Regions from separate parts of the Rattus norvegicus genome. Here region 1 is linked to region 2. Evidence: chromatin contacts called from public Hi-C data. All regions are on one chromosome and are shown on one strand. Each heading gives the region's core, a stretch centred on a gene start, on an enhancer-like site or on the middle of the called end of the contact. The rest is flanking DNA. Distances are from core to core; before and after follow the strand shown. Region 1 overlaps Abtb2 (ankyrin repeat and BTB domain containing 2). Region 2 holds the start of Abtb2 (ankyrin repeat and BTB domain containing 2).

Region 1 (3,824 bases), core at 242-2,741, 33 kb after region 2:
GCTTGGAATTTGGGACCAGAGGGGCCCAAGCGTTTGCCAACCTTTTCATTCTTTCCTGTGTATGGTCTAGGTTTCCCCAAGAACTGTACCCCAAATGCATCCTCAGTGCGCTAATGCCTTGTGTACACAGGTCCTTTGTAGTCCCTAGATAGTTAACTGGTGTGCAGACCAGGTGATCTCTGCTTATTCTTAGGAGGTATTTTATCTACAGCTTTATCATATTTGGGTTGAATGAAGATTTTAAAAATATATATTTTTTGCACTCACAGATTATCTGTAAAATTTGGGCTCCAGTAAGACCAACGGAAACAGTATCTTGGCATTGCTATTTTCACAGCTCAGCCTGAGACTTAGTGATGAAATATTTGAGGCAAACATGTTTGTACTACACTTAGGGGTGGGTTGGGGTGTGGGGGCGGGAGAACAGAGAGAGAAGCACCATCACAACACTATTTTCTGCTCCCACGTAGATCAGAAGACTCAAAGTGGATTCTAAAATGAAACTATTGATAGAAAGTGAGAGCCTCTTTCTGTGAGGAGTTCTTGCTTATACCAAAAGGCCACAGTTTGCTGATGATTTGAGACAAAAGGTTAAAAAGGGAACAGTTTGTAACTTTTCAAATACCTATGCCATACATGCTAATATAGTGGCCCAGAGTGTGGTGTAGTGGCCCATGCTGCCCAGGGTTGGGTGCCCTCAGCTGAGAGCTGTCTTCCTGCTGCCTGACCTGTGGCCTCTCCCCTACCGTCCCCCTTATCCAAGGAGCAACTGGAAGCTGGAGGTCAGGTCCCACAGTGCCACCTGGTTGAAGCAGGGCTTGAGTCTTTTGCCCTGGTCTGACTAGTCTGATCACTTGGTTCCAGAGTTGATTCTTGTCATGTCAGGTGTCAGGTCAAAGGGTAACCTTTTTTCTTACGTCTAAATTTTAATTACAGACATGTAATAAGCAGCTTGATGCTGGTCATTTGAAATTGCTGTGTAAGTTTGCTGAGATAACTTATTCTAACACTGTGGTATTTCTCCACAGAGGGAAGGCTCTTGCTAGCTTGATGGCCCTAGAGGCTATACAGTTTTGTCAGTTTGTCAGAACCACTAGGAAGTGCTAGGAAAGACCCCGGAAAGCACAGAGGATGGCAGCTTCGGTCGTTCCTGGTAGGGAAAAGGAAGTCAGGTTGGAGGGGACCTATGCACATACATATAAGAGGCATTGCAGAAAAAAACCCTTAGGGCCGTGCCAGCCAGACTGTATCCTTTTCTCCCTCCTGGTGTTGAGGGAAAGTTGTGAGTGCAAGAGAGGAGGAGTGAAAAGTGGGAACCCAGAACTTCTCCAGAGCCCTTCTAATTGTTTCCATTCCTCCTCCAAAGGCCTGTATTCCCCAAAGTTTCCTGGACTCCCAATCATGGCTTTGTATTGTCTCAGGGAGCTCCCAAAGATGACTTCTAAACCCACAGAGAGCCAGACACTAGTGCCCAGCCTCTCAGAGCTCAGGCCAGGAGGCCCCTGGACACAGGTGATTTCAGAGACTCATCTCTCCTCATTGGCAGCAACTAGTCAGCCTGAACTGGGCACGTAGCCAGTGAAACCCAGGAAGCTCAACATGCTGGTTTTAATCAGGAGGCTTGCTCTGTGGTAATTGGGGCTCCTCGAGCACAGATCTGGTCTCACTTAGGTTTCCAAATGCCAGGCGTGCTTGTTTCCACAGATAGAGTGTCTGTAGTTCACGTGGCTGCATGCAAATGCAGACTATCCAGAAGGCAGCCCCACTCACTCCCTCGTGTGCAGGCTTCTCTTTAATGTGGAATTTTGAGCTCTTCTGGAAGGGATTTTTCCAGTCTTTGTATTTTGCAAGGAGCGTAAGATAATACGTGGCAGTCTTTCTGGAGAAGTCGTTTAGAGATGGACTGAACTTGCAAAATGAAACTGTCGGGACCATCATGTGGCTGATTCCACACCCTATAAGCTGGGTGTCTCCCTTGGCTTCTCAGAGCAGGCTAGGCTTTGTGGTCAGGCAACCTGTGCAGTCTCCTACAGCCTCAGAATAAATGAGCTGCAGTCACAGCCTTGATATTCTCTAGTTTCTGATCCCCATTAATCCCATGTTCGTTTTGCACAGGTGTTGCCAGTTCTACTAATAAATAAATGACACTAATGGTGGATATCAGGGGTAGCAATTAGACTCCACAACTTATCAGCCATATATACTCTAGAGTTGAAAGGGGGACTCAAAGGAGACCTATCAAACCCAAAGCAGTGGTGTGGGGAAAAGATCAGGCCCCTCTGAAGTACTGACTGCAATGTATGCCAGACAGCAGGCCCTTAAACCACACCTCCGAGTGGCCTTGTCGTCACTTCTCTTTCATGCAACAAATACTACTGAATGCCCACCACTACCAGCAGCCTTCTACATTTCCCTGAGGGTTTAGGGGCACTGGATATTAAAGAATGTGCCAGGTAGTATTTCTCTTTGCTATCTTGCATAAGACCTTCCCCTTTGCTTCTGTAAATTGGACCTTGAACTCTCAGCCTCCAGAGCATGTTTACTTGTTCACTCTACCTCAGGCAGTACCCCCACCCTAGTGCCAGGCACTAACCAGGTCATGCCCTGGTGACCTGTCCCTAAGATCTGGGTACTGTTTTGAGTATTATCATGTGCTGACTCATTCCTCCATAAAGATTCCAAGGCCAGTTGTTGCTCTGTTTAGCAGATGAGGAAACTGAGGTAGATGAACCCTTCCAATGGCATCTCTCTTGCTCATATGACTTGACTGATATCATCTTTGTAAAGTGTGTATATGGTAACAAGTCATCACATCTCCTGGGATGTTTTGAGTTGGCGTTCCCAAATGACCAGGAGGCAGACACAGTTCGTGCTATAAACTGCTGTTCCTTTGAGATTAGCTTCCCTTCTGAGCCAGGTGGCCTGTAAGAAGCTACCAGACACTAAAAAATGTGGTCAGACCACAGCTTACCCAGGAAAGTACTGAGGTGCACAGGAGCTGGCCAAAGGGCCCATCTGCAAGTCAGCCCTGGAGCCAGCACCTCCAGTTTGAGGGTCGCTGGTCATCCTATTACTGTCTTCCCACTGCCAGCTGCTGGCCTCAATCTAGAGAAGGTTCCAGAAGCCCTTAAGCAAGAAAGTGTACACAAGCTCCTGTATTAATTGTTCCACCAACAATAAGTTATCATTGATCCTTTCAGCCTCTACGTCATTCCCAAATCAAGAATCATGTCCCCATTTTAGTGTACATAGTTTTACTCATCGAGAAATGACCTTAAGAAGTGTGGGTTTGGCAATGCTTACATCTGTGTTAGCTCTGTTAGCTTTAGAAACTTCCATATATTTCTCTGAGGCGGTTTCCCTGTTAAGTAAGAATGGTAGAACCTATTATCCCTAGTTCATGGGAAGACTAAGTATTAGGTTGCATGAAAATAGTTCATGGTGTGTTGTAAGTGCTCAATAGGTTCTTTTTGCTGCTAGACATCCTCAGATACCAGGGTAGCCTTTGGGAAGGGGATTGTTTTCAAATGGGAATTGTGAGGACAGCAAACTCATCCCATGCTAGACTATTTGATTATTTTAGACACATTGTTGCCAGACTGGCCTTAAGTGCTGGTATCACAGGTGTCTGCCACTGCTCTAAGCTAGAGTGCGGTCTAACACAGAAATGATAAAGTACCAAACTCCCTCCCCGGGGGAGAAAAGCAGCTCTTTGTGAACTCTTTTGATGTGTTCATAGAGTTCCTCTCAGTCCTCCAGCAAACCCTGAAGCTAATTATCACCCGGATGGCCACACAGAGAAGATCTAGTTTTGCCAGTTCTAG
Region 2 (3,830 bases), core at 411-2,910:
CAAATATCCCATATTTTGTGTAAGAAGCACTCTAAATCACCCTTTTAGTTAATGTACCTTTCCAGTCAAGCCTTTATTTTTGAAGAAAATGAACAAAGAAAAAAAACTTTATTTCCTGTAGATATCCACTAGAGGACGATATTTCCTTTATTATATTTCTCATAATGGGTATTAAATCCATCAAACGGTTTTTCGTGTTTTCTGAGAAGTTGAACCTCTAATTTGACTTCTAATTTCGCCTCTATAAAATGTGACTCTGTTAATTTGATGGCTTATGCCATGCACAGTGCTTCCGTCCTTGACTCTGTTTCCAATTCTAACCATCAGGAGGCAACGTCTCATGTACTCCAGGAAAGGAAAAATTAAGTAAAACTGCCAAATAAAAAGTCGTTTTACGGGGAAAGGGATCATTAATTTAAGGAAAGAGACAAACCAGACTTTTTTAGTTCGTATCCAACTCACGGCCCAAGGTCAGAACTGTAAAATACAGCACAAAGGAGCCATTCAGGAGCTGGCGAAGAGGACTTGGGACGAACGTTGTGCACAATCCGCGCTTTGATTTTGCAGTTCTGCTGGAGGGGGCTGGTGCACGCTTGTGCACGTGCGTGTGAATAGTTATGGGGGAGCAGCTGGTCCTGCGAGAGCTGGGCGTGGATCTGTGCAATCAGTAGCTCTCTTGCGAGCCGCTTGGGGTGCACCTGGGCGCTGCTGAAAGGCAGCAATTCACTGTACCCAGGGGGCACCGAGTCCCGAGGGGACAGAAGACCTGCCGACCCGCAGGTCACTCCAGCAAGTCCTTAAAAGGGAACACCTGCATGCAGGAGGCGTTCAGTGCAGGTCCTCGTTTTTCATCTGGTTCCTCTTCAGGCACTCCTTTTCCACCTCGGACAAAAAGGGTCCTTCTGACAGGACACCAGTAATAGGGAAGTCGTGCATTCTTTAGATTAGAACTCCCACCTCCGAGGTAATCCTTGGAAAACAGGTATGAACCTACACAGGGGTGTGATCACAGGCCTTTGGATGCCGGGCCATTTTCAGGTCCCAGTTTAAAACATTCTGTTCCGATCCGAGCCTAAAGGCAATATAAACAAAAGCAGACAGATTTGAGAAGAGAAGCAGAGGTGCTTCCCCTCCCTCCAAGCATAAATAGCTTTCCGTTTCTCAAAAGAGAAGGAGGAGGGGCTTGGTAGAAAGTCGACTAGAAAGGTGGGTAGGGTCTCCTCCCGGTTTTCTCTTCCCACTTTCCTGGGCTGGCTGCTCACAGCTTCACAAGGAGCTGTCTGCCTAAGTCTAAAGCTTAGAAGGTGAGAAAGGGACAGCACATAGTCCTCAGCGCTGGGGCCTGCTTTCTGGGTTCCCCCTGCTTTCTGGGTCTCTGTGCCCCACCTCCTTGCTAGCTCGCTCGCTTGTTCTTTCCCCTCCTCAGCTCCAACCCACCCACTACAACCCATCCTCAGCCTCCTAGCCAAGAGGTTTCGCCCAACCTCCAACTCCAAGACGAGTAAGATTTGCATATTTCCCGCCCCTCTCGGAAACCATTGGCACAGCCTTTGCCCGGCGTGGCTGATGATTGGTGAACGGTCCCGGGTGTATTTGCATGCGGGCTGCTCGGGTGGACCTATCTGTGTCGGTAACCCGCGCCCAGTAGAAGTTTGTGGAGCGCTTTCTCACCGGCTGGTCCGGGACGGATAGCCGGCGCCTCGCTCTTCGGTGACCGCCCCATTCTCTCGGGATTCCTTCTCTGTGGTGACGGACGCTCTAGACGCTCGGTAAGGGAAGCTGAGGCTGGCGGCGGGAGTTCAGAGGAGGAGCGCGGAGAGGTTGCTCGCTGACAGCGGCGCGGCTGGACGCGGACGGCGTCGGGCTCTGGCCGGCTGAGAGCTTCGCCCACCTTCCCCGCGGCCTGTGCGCAGGCGATGCTGCGGCCCCGAGGCGCGGCGCGGCGAGCAGGGAGGGCGCCTCCGAGAGCCTAGAGCTGGTTTCCGTCCTCTTCCCCGGGGCAAGTGGGCATGGAACAGTGAGAGCCCCTCGCTCGGCGAGGCCGCGCGCGGAGGCTCCCCATGGCCGGGACGTACAGCTCCACATTGAAGACTCTGGAGGACTTGACCTTGGACTCCGGGTATGGGGCCGGCGACTCCTGCCGCTCGCTCAGCCTTTCGTCTTCCAAGTCCAACTCGCAGGCGCTCAACTCTTCGGCGCCGCAGCACCGCGGGGCGGCCTGGTGGTGCTACTCCGGCTCCATGAACAGCCGCCACAACAGCTGGGACACGGTGAACACAGTGCTGCCCGAGGATCCCGAAGTGGCCGACCTCTTCTCGCGCTGCCCGCGGCTCCCGGAGCTAGAGGAGTTCCCTTGGACCGAGGGAGACGTGGCTCGGGTGCTCCGCAAAAGCGTCGGCGGCCGGAGGCTGCCCTCATTCTCCGCCGAGGCTGTGAGGCGCTTGGCCGGACTCCTCCGCCGGGCGCTCATCCGCGTGGCCCGGGAGGCGCAGCGCCTAAGCGTGCTGCACGCCAAGTGTACCCGCTTCGAGGTGCAGAGTGCGGTGCGCCTGGTGCACAGCTGGGCGCTGGCCGAGAGCTGCGCGCTGGCAGCGGTCAAGGCGTTGTCCCTCTATAGCATGAGCGCTGGCGATGGGCTGCGCCGCGGCAAGTCGGCACGCTGCGGCCTCACTTTCTCCGTGGGCCGTTTCTTCCGTTGGATGGTGGACACTCGCATCTCCGTGCGCATCCATGAGTATGCGGCCATCTCGCTTACGGCTTGCATGGAGAACTTGGTGGAGGAGATCCGGGCTAGGGTCCTGGCGAGTCAGAGCCCTGATGGCGGAGGGGCAGGAGGCGGAGAGGTATCCGCTGAGGCCTTGGAGATGGTCATCAACAACGATGCCGAGCTCTGGGGAGTCCTGCAACCCTATGAGCATCTCATCTGCGGCAAGAACGCCAATGGTAAGCACGAGGGGGTGTGGGTGAGGAAAACAGGCTGGGTGGGCCACCCCAGGAATGGGATTTCTTAGGCGCAAGCTGTGAAGTGTACCACGTCTCTGAGAGAAATGGAATTCTGGGAGAATTCTTAAGTGGAAATCTTGTCAAAGGTTGTTTTTAGGTTTCTTAACTTTTGGAGGATAAAGTTGTGATTAATGTTCTGTTGGCTGTGCGCTAATTGGGTGAGAATGGGTGTCTGGACCAAACTACTCCTGAACCACTCTCTAAAGTGAGGCTTGCAGCCCTGCTATGGTTTGCCCTGTTTAGTTGGATCTCTAGGAGTCTATTTTCACCCTCACTGTGGTTCTTCAGCACAGTGGCAGCAAGGATCTGTACTCTCAAAACCTGAGCCTTGGATAAATGGGCTGAGTAGAGGAGAGTGGAAAGCCCAGGTTTTGGTGCTGTACCTAGGACTTAATGATGTTCAGAGTTAGGGCTCTTGACAGGAGGTGGAGGGGGAGCTCCCAGCTCTTTATATACTATATGCCAGGGGTGAGGGAAACCAGGGATTCTTGAATCTCCTTCCCAGAAAGACAGCCACATGCTGGCTTCTGGGGCTGAATTTTCCAGCTGTCATTAGCCAAGTAAGCATTTGATTAAAACCTCATGTCGAATTAAATGCACAACCTTTTAGGCTTTCCTGAAAGGAAAGATGACAGGCTCAGTAAACCACATTATGGGAATGGAGTTTGGGGGATGGGCAGCTGCATGGCGTGGAGTCTGGAAAATTAAGCCCTGGGTGGCTGCATCCCAACGGAAGGCATGCAAGGTTTCATTGCCAACGGTGAAAACAAAGCACTTGCCATTCGTTCACTGTGGGAGTTTGGGCATGACATGCATTCAGCAGCAAA

What was found. A called contact is a pair of places that touch in the nucleus more often than the background predicts.
Region 1: a contact with region 2 is called in a Hi-C map of liver, with 4 times the contacts expected there. The contact joins the enhancer-like site here to the promoter of Abtb2 in region 2. A contact is called at or near these places in 5 of 12 Hi-C or Micro-C datasets (hepatocytes, kidney, liver and 1 more) and 1 of 1 datasets of contacts at active chromatin or transcription factors (oligodendrocytes).

What each region holds. Positions count from the first base shown.
Region 1 is chr3:110,441,585-110,445,408 of GRCr8, forward strand. The region is part of intron 1 of Abtb2 (ankyrin repeat and BTB domain containing 2); the gene reads left to right. It overlaps LOC120101612 (a long non-coding RNA gene), which reads left to right. Exons shown (of 2, transcript XR_005502310.2): 1 at 1-3,824. Among named protein-coding and RNA genes, the nearest start is that of Abtb2, 34 kb to the left of the region's middle. Within about 2 kb of position 1,492, at least 7 of the 93 cell types and tissues checked have an H3K27ac peak or open chromatin away from gene starts, as enhancers often do. A contact at or near this core is called in hepatocytes and liver, where this site is marked.
Region 2 is chr3:110,408,012-110,411,841 of GRCr8, forward strand. It overlaps Abtb2 (ankyrin repeat and BTB domain containing 2), which reads left to right and starts at 1,661. Exons shown (of 17, transcript NM_134403.2): 1 at 1,661-2,943. The coding sequence starts at 2,061. LOC120101613 (a long non-coding RNA gene) reads right to left here and starts at 1,811. Exons shown (of 2, transcript XR_005502311.2): 1 at 1,672-1,811; 2 at 43-1,072. LOC120101612 (a long non-coding RNA gene) reads left to right here and starts at 2,950. Exons shown (of 2, transcript XR_005502310.2): 1 at 2,950-3,830.